Regions from separate parts of the Zea mays genome. Here region 2 is linked to region 1. Evidence: chromatin contacts called from public Hi-C data. All regions are on one chromosome and are shown on one strand. The core of a region is the stretch at or near the end of the contact, and the rest is flanking DNA. Distances in the headings are between cores, read along the strand shown.

Evidence for each region. A called contact is a pair of places that touch in the nucleus more often than the background predicts.
Region 2: a contact with region 1 is called in a Hi-C map of leaf, with 5 times the contacts expected there. The contact joins the promoter of LOC103642225 here to the promoter of LOC100273670 in region 1. A contact is called at or near these places in 4 of 25 Hi-C or Micro-C datasets (ear, endosperm and leaf).

Annotation. Positions count from the first base shown.
Region 1 is chr10:151,631,082-151,636,616 of Zm-B73-REFERENCE-NAM-5.0, forward strand. LOC100273670 (transportin-1) reads left to right here and starts at 2,127. Exons shown (of 31, transcript XR_002265647.3): 1 at 2,127-2,584; 2 at 5,395-5,535.
Region 2 is chr10:151,768,750-151,774,353 of Zm-B73-REFERENCE-NAM-5.0, forward strand. LOC103642225 (Increased DNA methylation 1) reads right to left here and starts at 3,720. Exons shown (of 11, transcript XM_035963591.1): 1 at 3,248-3,720; 2 at 121-3,132. The coding sequence starts at 3,084.

The sequences.
Region 1 (5,535 bases), core at 877-3,376:
GTCTATAAATAGGTGAACAATACTCCCGTACTGTTCACGCTGACTTGGCATTTGCTTTTGCGTCACACTTGTACTTTTGATCTCTTTCAAGCCGAAGGTACACTTGTAATTTAATGTCATTTCTATTCTATGTTAATAAAATAGAAATGAGTTAATAATGATATATAAATGTTCATGATATCTTTCGTACTTCATGCGTTTAACATTTTCACTATCATATGCCGTAATGATGAATGTATGTCCTTCATGACCTTCGTCCGAAAATCATTATCTCTCAAGGGAAATAATGCTTCAAAGGACGAAGGGCTTTAATATTTAACATTTTCTGTGTTGCCTTCTTCTTAACTTGTAGCATTTGAGAACAAGTCCCCAACAATACCGAATTGCATAATTATCTACACAGTGTGGCATATTTTGTATCAGTATATATCATAAAATGGTCATTACGAGTATAGCTGCATGGCTGTTGCAGCGATCCTAAATTTATGGAGGAAATAAAACATTTAAAATAGAAACCGCCACACATATCTTTCCTAAATTTACGCGCATGCAAGGGAACGTGTTTGACTCATGCATACATTTTGCCATAATTTTTGGATCTGTATAACCACATGCATGCGACTGCCATGTTTTTCGGATCTGCCATAAAAATAGGATCGTAATAACAACCTACTAGAACTATCAACCTCTCACATTGTCTCAGTATTTACGCTTATAATTGAAGGATTTTATGCTCAAAACTTAAGGTTATTACGCTCCAACCCGGAGATGCGTCCACCAGTGAACAACATGCCAGATTTTTTACGCAGTGTAACGAATTGCATAAATAGCTACACCATATAGTATAATTTATATCAATATATATCATAAACTAGATCTAATGTGTTTAGCTGCATGGATGTTGGAGGGATCCTATATTTATGAAGGAAAGAAAACATTAAATACGATTTTTTGTTTCTATGCGTGCAATTCATTTCCTTTCATTGCACATTATTTTCATCGTAAATTCATGTGCATGCAGCTGGTAACAGATTTTTACGCAGTATACTGAATTGCATAATTATCTACACATGGTAGCATATTTAGTAGCAGTATATATCATAAAATGGTCCTTACGAGTCTAGTTGTATGGCTGTTGCAGCGATCCTAAATTTATGGAGGAAATAAATCATTTAAAAATAGAATCCGCCACACATATTTTTCCTAAATTTATGCGCATGCAAGAGGACGTGTTTGACTCATACATGCATTCCTTTTTTGCGTGCACAGACGTGGGCGCGGGTGGTGCAATCGACAGCCTGGTCCAATCGGTGCGCTGAGTTGAAATATATATATATATATATATATATATATATATATATATATATACACACACACACACGAGACGAGGGCAAAGCACACGGACAGGCACGTACGGTGGCAAACGGATTTGGGGGAAGTCGAACTGCGAACAGGAAACAGGAACGACGGTAAATGGATCTGTGGCTGGCGAGCGCTGAACACTAAACGATTCGACGACTCCCAACGAAAGGACGACGACTGTGACGGAGGAACGGCGAGGACGGACCTGGCAGCGACTGTGAGGCACCGACGACGACGAAGACGCAGGCGGAGGAGCTGCAACCGCGTTGGAGCAGGCACAGGCGTGGGCCCCGGCCACCGGATGCCAGCGCCTCTCCCGGAGATGTCGGCGCGTGTCGCCATGACCACGCCCACACACGGGGACGGATGTGGAGGCGAGCTGCGTCGGAGATCTGAGAGACGGCGACGGATGCGAAGGCCAGATGCGTGCGTGGGGAGCTGTTTCCAGAGGCCAGATGCCGTGCGGAGGTGAGACCAGAGGCCGGACAACTGTCATGTGGGGACGACCGGGCGAGCGTGCAGCGCGACCAGGCTGCGAGCGTGACACTGCACATCTGTGATAGAGAAGCGTCCGCGTGGTGCACTGGTGCGTGTACGTGTCGGCAAGCGAGAGGACTGTGGCGCGGGAATGCGGAGAGAGGCCGAAACGCGAGCGCGTTTTAAGACTTTAGATATATATTATTTCGGACTCATATTCCTGGTTGTAACCTGGTTTATATAATTTTGTAATAAATATTTATACTATACCCTTTAATTTCTGTAATGTGTATAGTTTGTATTTTGCAAAAGAAGAAAAATCCGCTACGTACAAGTCGACCGAGTGAGGAAGTTGAACTAATTGCCGAGCGAAGAAGCAAAAATCATATCAATAGCCATAGAAGCACATCATTAGTCTTGCGCTTTTCACTAGTTTGGATTCGGACTTCCTGAGCTCCGCCGATTCCTTCCTCCTCCACCTCCTCTCCTCCCCCAGCCGCCGCCGCTGCTCATCTTATCTTTATCTCATCCCCATCGCCCGCCCTTGCTCCGCCCCCGGGAATCGTCGATGGCGGCGTCGGCGTTGTGGCAGCCGCAGGAGCAGGGGCTCCGCGAGATCTGCGCCCACCTGGAGGCGCATATCTCACCCAACTCTGACCAGGCCCGCATCTGGCAGCAGCTCCAGCAGTACAGCCAGTTCCCCGACTTCAACAATTACCTACTCTTCATCCTGGCCCGCGGAGAGGTGATCCGTCCTTTCCTCCTAGTGCCAGCTTCATCTCAATCGCTCGCTAGCTTCTTCCGATAGCCACGCCGTCAGCAAAACCTAGGATTTTTTTCGATGATACTAGAGACTTCGAAGCTTCTTGTTTGACTCCATAAACCCCTAGGTCGCCATTGGAGTTTTAGCGCTTATATCGCACGTGCTAACTTCTAATCCAAATCGATATTGATATCCTGGTGTTTTAGCGTGGAAAATAATAACGTACGTCATGCGTGCTATTTGTGTGCACACAAAGGCGGAAAAGATGCTCTGGCAATCAAGCTAAAATTTCAGTGCCGACATAAGGCTATACCTACCCGTGTAGCATTTCAGCTTCATTCGCTGGTAATTTAAACAGTCATGTTGTGGCGTCTGAGGTTCAAATAGGGCTTAGGGCATGTACAACCCTGAGACGATGGTTCTGTCTAAGTAAAAGAGACACTTAAGAGACTCTGTGATACAACCTTGAGCACCTAGACCATAAATGCAGTCGTCTTTTGTATTTTTTCATCAAACCCCTTAAGAGACTCCATATTAAATGGGGTTGTACATACCCTTAGGGTCTGCAGATATGTGCCGATGGACTGTGCAAAATACTGTTTTGCACTGTTGAAAATGTCAATGAATCTAGGCGCGTGGTGGCAACTCCAGCTTGTATAAGTCCAAGATTTCCTCTCCCTCCTGAATTCTGATCCTACTACCATACCCAAAAGCTTCATAAACCGCCTCAAAACCTGCACTTAGACTATCTCCAGCAGACTTCCTATCTCAAACTTCACTCTGTAAACAGTGCAATCTATTGTGCAAAACAGTGCTTTGCACGACCGTTTATATGGCCTGCTGGAGATGGCCTTATTGTACCTACATGCCCATTGAGGTCCCTCCTACGAAAAACTTCTCACTTAATAGGTATAACTCCAACCATGCCATCTATGCTTCCTAGAAAAGTCACTTAGCACTCTTATCGTGGCCTACTTGGGGGCATTCACACTAATTACGTTCAAGACCAAATCATCCACGACAATCTTGACTAAGGTAATCCTATCTCCTTAGAGCAACTCCAACAGCCTAGGTATAAATCCTAGCTAAATATAGAGTTTTGAGGGCTGTTTAAAAAGATAGATAAGTTCCTATGGATAGATGGATCCAACAAACTCTCCAATTTTAGATGATGATCGGAAACTGTCAACAACCCAACGCAGTACCGTTCCCTTTTTGGCGCAAGATATTTCAGGGTCACAGGCGTTGAGATCGTTCGTTGGCGGCGCTGGGTTCTTGACTCCCGTGCAGTTTCTAGGTACGTTTCGTTCCTAGCTCTGGTGTGCACATACGGCCGATTGCATAAAGGCACACGAAGGCTCACTCCTTTCATTACCAGGACCGCGACAAGGGGACACATTGGATGACGACGCGTTACTCCGTTCGTGCCCAGCAGTGCGACAACACGACGCCTTGGACATCACCTTGTACCACGTTTGTTGCCAACACCGACGACGTGACGTCTTGGACGCCTGGTGCTACGTACATAGTGCCTCGGGGTGACGGAGAGATCTGAACATGGCGAGACAAGGGCGAGGGCGGAAGGTGGCGGCGCTGCTTGGTTGCGGTGGCGACCGTGAAAGGGCGAGGAAGCCTAGGCAAGCCGCGGAGGTGAAGGGACGGAGCGGGAGGAAGCACGGGCAAGCTGCTGCGGCAAGGGCGCGGAAGAGGGCTGAAGCGCGGGAACAACAAACTGCCACGACCGGGAGGGCACGAGGGATGGAGATGGCGAGTCCTACGCCCTCGGCAAAGATGACGAGCGAAGGGGATGAGATACCGAGCATGATGGAGAGGAACGGTAGAAAGCTAGTCTGTTGGATGCGATTTAACCGTACTTTTCTTTTTTAGCTAATCTATTTAGTTTACCTAAGCTGTTGGAGTTGCTCTTAACTCCTACACCACACCGTTCTTGAGACACTTATCGACCAAAACTTCTACTCCATTTCTATTTGCAGCTGCCCCAGTGTGCCAAAGCTTGAAGCTGGTATTGTCCACCTCCTTCGCCTTCTGACCCTTCCATTTAGTCTCTTGGACACATAAGATATTTATATGCCTTTGAGTCGCTGTCTTAACTAACTCCCTTAACTTACATGTAAGCGACCCTACATTCTAAGTACCTAAACAAATCCTAATTGTTTCGACTAGCTTCCTTACCCTTCGCACCCATCGGTGGTGCGAAGACCCTTGCACATTTTTCTCTACACCTAGACACTGATGTAACGTGACACTAAGGAAGCAGCGACCCGATCCTTGCTCATTTGACACGGTGCCGAGATCGCGACACGACGCGTCACCAAGAGAGTGCTGACCCAACCCTTGCCCATTTAACACCATCCTCGAGTTCTGATATGGCGTGTTGCTAAGGGGGTTACGACCCAAGAGTTTTCTTTTGGGTTTCATCTCCATAGAATGGCTAGGTTTAACGTTGGCTTGCCAAGCCTAACACAACCTTCCCCTTTACCAGGGCTTGGGACCTACTATGTTGAGGCAACATAGGCGGAGTTAATGTTAAACATGGAGTGAATGTGTGATGAAAATTGTGGATTGTGTGCTTCCCTTGTGTTCTTTTCCACGCTTATTCGTACTAAAATCTTTTCGATGTTGGATGCCTTTTATAGGTAGCCATGCTTGTAGTTCATAAATTATCAAACTTGTTATGGAGCAAAATTCTCTTTCGATATTACTATGCTTGTAGGTCCAGCTATTTTTTCTTCGGCATATCTGACGTCGAGTTACTTTTTTGTTTGTACCAGGGGAAATCTATTGAAGTTAGACAGGCAGCTGGTCTATTACTGAAAAACAATCTGCGAACGACTTACATTTCCATGCAATCTTCATCCCAGCATTATGTTAAGTCTGAGCTGTTACCATGTATAGGGGCAACCAATAGGGCA
Region 2 (5,604 bases), core at 2,470-4,969, 140 kb after region 1:
AATTATCAACACACAATTTGGAACAAAGCATTGCAAAGTTAATGACAGCAACCTCAGAATGAAATGTATCTTTGACCAATGTACATATAATGGCACCATGGAAAAGTGGATAATAGATACCTTAGCAGACAAGCAAGCTTGATGATATGTCGATGGGCAATTGTCACAGCAAAGTAATTCACCACCATCTCCACAGAAACCACAGGTGTCATCACTTTCATCTATTGCCTCAACTTTTCTACCCCATGCATTGCTTCTCCTGCTCATAGATTCAGCAGACCAAGCCTCAACCAGGCACAAAGTGTATGACTTGCCAGACTCTAGAAAGAGGCCCAATGAGGACTGTGGGTGACTACGACCAGCATGAGCCATGAAATCAGATACGGATAAGTTTTTTTTGCAGCAATTGCAAACAATACCTTCCCAGGTAACCATCCCATCCTTTATAATTTTATTACTTTTTGGATCCCGGTACTGTATCACATCTTTTACGCTCAGAAAGCCAGTCGCAAGCAACCAGCAGATTACAGTTTTACGGGCCAAACTTACTCTCTTTCCACCCAATAGGTTTGTGCCAGCTTTCCCAATTTTAGAAAGTAGCTTGTTACCTTTCTTGTGGCTCTTCAGCTTCTTAAACTTCTTTGCGGCTGAAGAACCTGAAGCAAATTTGTGACAGGTGCCAAGGTCCTTGTTTTTCACTATAGCTGTCATCAAAAGGTCCTCATCATTGATCCGCAACTCGCGAGGTCTTTTCTTCATGTACTTCAACCAATCCTTCGTTTTCATTTTGGCAGTGCCTCTCTCGCAGATTTGTGAGTCACAGATTAGATAAGTTCCCAGAACATCATGGGATAATTCAACAGGTGCAGTATTTCCTGTTGGCTCACTCTGTGAATCCTCATAAAATTCTCCATGGGATGGGACTATCTTTTTCCAGACCTTGTCATCATGGCAGAATGTTGTGGCATCTGACTGTGACTCCCTTGTAGTACAATGGGTATCTGAGAATGTACTGTAATCCTTAAGTTGCTTGACCACTGAAGAGAGGAGCATGTCACACTTGCTGCTTTGATCATCTTTATCTAGCTTTTCTGATTTTGTTTCAGCTTTCATATCGTCTTTTAGTGTGCTAACACCTGAATACATAATGTGTTCCTCAAAGGCATTAGTGTCTCCTGGGTCAGCCATGTCCATAGTTGCTACATTGGTCTCGTCCAGTCCATCTGCACTAATATCAAATATTCTTTTCGGTTTCTTGCTTGACATTTTTACAGAGCTATTAAGAGTTTTTGGTTGAGCATAAGTTTGTCTTCCATCATTACTTGCATCGATGTGATGTTTTGTCTCGTCACTTGCATTGTAATTCAGACTCTCATTGCAGGAAAGCTTTGGGTCCGTATCCCTATAGTTGTTGTCTTCTACATCATGACAGCTCTGTAAAGATTGATGCCCGTTGTAGCTCTCAGTTGCAAGTGTGCTGCAATCAGAGTCTGTGATCAGTGGAGTCAACCGGATCATTCGGCTTGTCAAAAGCTCACTGGCTTTGTGCATGATCTTACTTACCGATGATGTGTCTGAGCTGCCATCAAGAACAAAGGTTGAACTGTCGACAGCTCTAAGAGTTTTATATTGCTGCAGAGCAGTGATTTTCCTACTGATGAACACAACAGCTACAAAAGGATCCAAAATCTGCCAACGTTGGAGAAGCGTGAGTGCATTTTGCTGGTTTGCAAGCATCCTATCAACATAGGTCATTGCATCTGTGAGATCCTTCCAAAACGAATCAACATCTGACCACTCCTTTGGATACCTTCCCCTTTCTGTATCTGGGGAAGCTTCATATAACTTTTTGCCACAAAACTTCCAAGCCTGGGTTAGTGAGGTATGAACCGCTTCCTTGTTTGGAGCTGTGAAGTAGGACGCCATCTTAGCCCTGTCATTCCTTTTCCGTGGCTTAATAGTCCATCCAGCGTCCTTGAAAAGGCGATGCGCATGTGCTTCCAGCTGGTCAGGAATATCCCTGCCCAAGGCCTTCTTGGAAACAGCAGCTGCCGAGCCAAAGTGTACCGCGCTGCTGCCGCATCCATGAACATCAATTTCATCCGGGCAACTAATATTCGCATCAGGCGTGCCTTCCTGGCAAATGGTGGTGCCATCGAGCTGGGTGAACTGACCAGGGCTGAACCAAATATGGGACTGATGAGGTATTGTTGGAGTACTATGAGCTTCTTCACTGTAACACAGATGCTGCTCTCTGTCAGGGAAATCCTTTGTACTTGCACATAGGGGATAAGTGGTGTCATCCATCTGGCCTTGATCGTAAGAGAAGCATGCATTGGTAGGGAATTGCTGCTGCTCCTGGAACCACTGATGCAAAAAGGGATCTGGAAGGAGAGTGGCACTCTGGAATTCAGAAATCTCCGCTAGCGCTTCTATGAAGGAAGGCATGGGGTCATCAACCGCGCTAGTGCTGCTGCTGCAGCCCAGCCCGGGAGCATTGCACATCCCAGCTCCAATATCTTGCGCGTGCACATCCAAATCTGCGCCGACGAATGGGTGTTGGTCATCGGATAGGCCGAGCAGATGGATCGCGTGCTTATCCCCAGGCTGCCAGGAACCCATGAATCTGTGCATGAACGCAGCATCATCCAGCTCGGTCCCGTTTTGCTGCGCACGAGTGTGCGCGTGCTCCTGAACCTGGGGGTGAAGGTCGTGGCGAGGTCCATAGTTTGGCTGGCTACGATCCATTGTGAGCTGTGGATCAGCAGTGGCAGCGGCAGCAGGCTGCTGCTGCTGCGCATGGGAGACAAATGGAGAGGGCGAGGTCTCCGTGGCCTTGAGGTGGGCAGCGGCGGCGCTGGTGTGGACGAATCCAAGGTCCATCTCGGTGGGCAGATGGGTGGTGGCGGCGACGTTATGGGCGGCCCCGCAGAAGACCTCCTTGAAAACCTGAAGCTCCATGAGGGATCTGTCGAAGGCGCCGTGGTCCTCCATTCCCATGATGTCTTCGCCGAAGATGAAGCGCATGGCGTCGTCCTCCTTGAAGCCCAGCATGTCCTCCGCGTGGCCTCTCCCGGCGGCCATGGTAGTGGTAGTGGTAGCTAGCAGCTAGGGTAGGGACTAGGAGGGAGCCTGCAGAGTAAAAGCGGAGAGCGGAGTGAGAAGCTAAAGCTTGGTCGGTGACGCCTGACGCGGGGAAGAAGGATGTGAGATCCAGCCATTCCAAGGCAAGTGGTAGTAGATGTACCTGAGCGAGATGGGCGGTCGGGTCGGGGAGGCAGCGGGAGCGGAAGCGGATTGTGTGGCCGGATCCAGAGGGCGGCGGCAGCTGAATCTCGAGTAGCCTGCGCTGGATCGAGACGAGAGAATAGTGGTTGGGGATGAGCGGGCGGAGCAAATCGGGGGCGAGATCCGAGGCGAGCGAAGAGGGGTGGGCGCTCCGCTCCGGCGAGGAAAATCGAGGGTCCGGGACGGCGGCTTGGTAGCTGAGTGCCGGCGGCGACGGGGCGGGCGTCTGGACTCTGTATGGGAGTGGAGCAAAGGCAAGCAAGCTGCTGCAGTGGAGGGTGGAGCTGGACAAGACGAGAAGAGGTCAAGCAAGCCAGCCGATAGCTAAAAGCCGCAAAGGAGACCTGCATCCTGCATCTCTTGCTCGTTTGAACATTTTGCCTCCAAAACCAAACACCAAAAAACCAAGTCTAGCACTTTTCCTTTTTTATCAAATCAAACAAGGAGAAGACTACCCCTTCTATAGCTTCAGCTTGCATTTTTTGTCTGCTATGTTTACTAAGTACATTTTTATTTTTATATTTGAAAATATTCAAAAATTTAAATCGATACCCCAAACCTAAAAATATTACAGAAATAGGTGTATGTCGCTGCTCTAGTGGGTGGCAGTGATCTAATTGTATCCACCCTTACTATTCTAATTTAGTAATTTTAAAAAACGGACATATATCCTTTAGGCCATGTGCACTCATACTATTCTAATTTAGTGCTTAAAAGTAAAAAAAATCCACACCAACAAAATTCTCTACCCTATACTATAATTTACCGCAGTCATGTTTACTCATACCAACCTTATATCAGCTATTATATATTATATCATTTTTTTCATCTACCACCGCACCTTCTTCAATTGTTCCCGCGCTTGAGGACAAGTTAGAGTACCTGCCGTATCACGTTGTATGTAAGACTATCTTCAACAACTTACACATCATCATACTCGTATTTAAACTTTACTCTGTGAACTATGTAGTATACAGTGTAGAACAATGCAAAAACGGTGTTTTGGGTTGTCGGGGACCATAATTAGGGGTACCCCCAAGACTCATAATCTCAGCTGGTAAACCCCATCAGCACAAAGCTGCAAAGGCCTGATGGGCGCGATTCAGGTCAAGGCTTCGTCCACTCAAGGGACACGATTTCGCCTCACCCGAGCCCAGCCTCGGGCAAAGGCAGCCGACCCAGGAGGATTCACGTCTCCTCCGAGGATCCCCTCAAGCAACGGACGCACCTTCGATTCGCCCGAGGCCCAGCTCGGGCAGGCTTCGCGGAGAAGCAAACTTGGCCAGATCGCCACGCCAACCGACCGTATCGCAGGAGCATTCAATGCGAGAATCGCCTGACACCTTATACTGACGCGCGCTCCTCAGACGACAAGGCCGAAGTGACCGCAGTCACTTCGCCCCTCCACTGGCTGACCTGACAGGAAAACAGCGGCGCCTGCGCTGCTCCGACTGTTGTGCCACCCGTCAGGGTGAGGCTGACAGCCGTCAAGACCGGCCTCAGGCACCATAGGAAGCTCTGCCTCGCCTGACCCCTAAGCTCGGACTCAGCCTCGACTCCGGAAGCCGGTCTCTGCCTCGCCCGACCCTAGGGCTCGGACTCCACCTCGACCTCGGAAGACGGACTCCGCCTCGCCCGACCCCAGGGCTCGGACTCAACCTCGACTCCGGAAGGCGGTCTCCGCCTCGCCCGACCCCAGGGCTCGGACTCAACCTCGACCTCGGACGACGGTCTCCGCCTCGCCCGACCCCCGGGGCTCGGACTCAACCTCGACCCCGGACGACGGTCTCCGCCTCGCCCGACCTCGGGCTCGGACCGACCACGTCACAAGGGGGGGCATCATTACCCTACCCCTAGCTAGCTCAGGCTACGGGGAACAAGACCGGCGTCCCATTTGGCTCGCCCCGGTAAACAAGTAATGATGGCACCCCGCGTGCTCCATGACGACGGCGGCTCTCAGCCCCTTACGGAAGCAAGGAGACGTCAGCAAGGATCCGACAGCCCCGACAGCTGTACTTCCACGGGGCTCAAGCGCTCCTCCGACGGCCACGACATCACATGAACAGGGCGCCAAAACCTCTCCAACAGCCACGACGGCACGTACATAGGGCTTTGGCTCCCCTTTGCTAGACACGTTAGCACATTGCTACACCCCCATTGTACACCTGGGCCCTCCTTACGCCTATAAAAGGAAGGTCCAGGGCTCTCGTACGAGGGGGTTGGCCGCGCGGGAGAACGGGCCGACGCACAAGGCTCTCTCTCTCTCCCACGCGAACGCTTGTAACCCCCTACTGCAAGCGCATCCGTCCTGGGCGC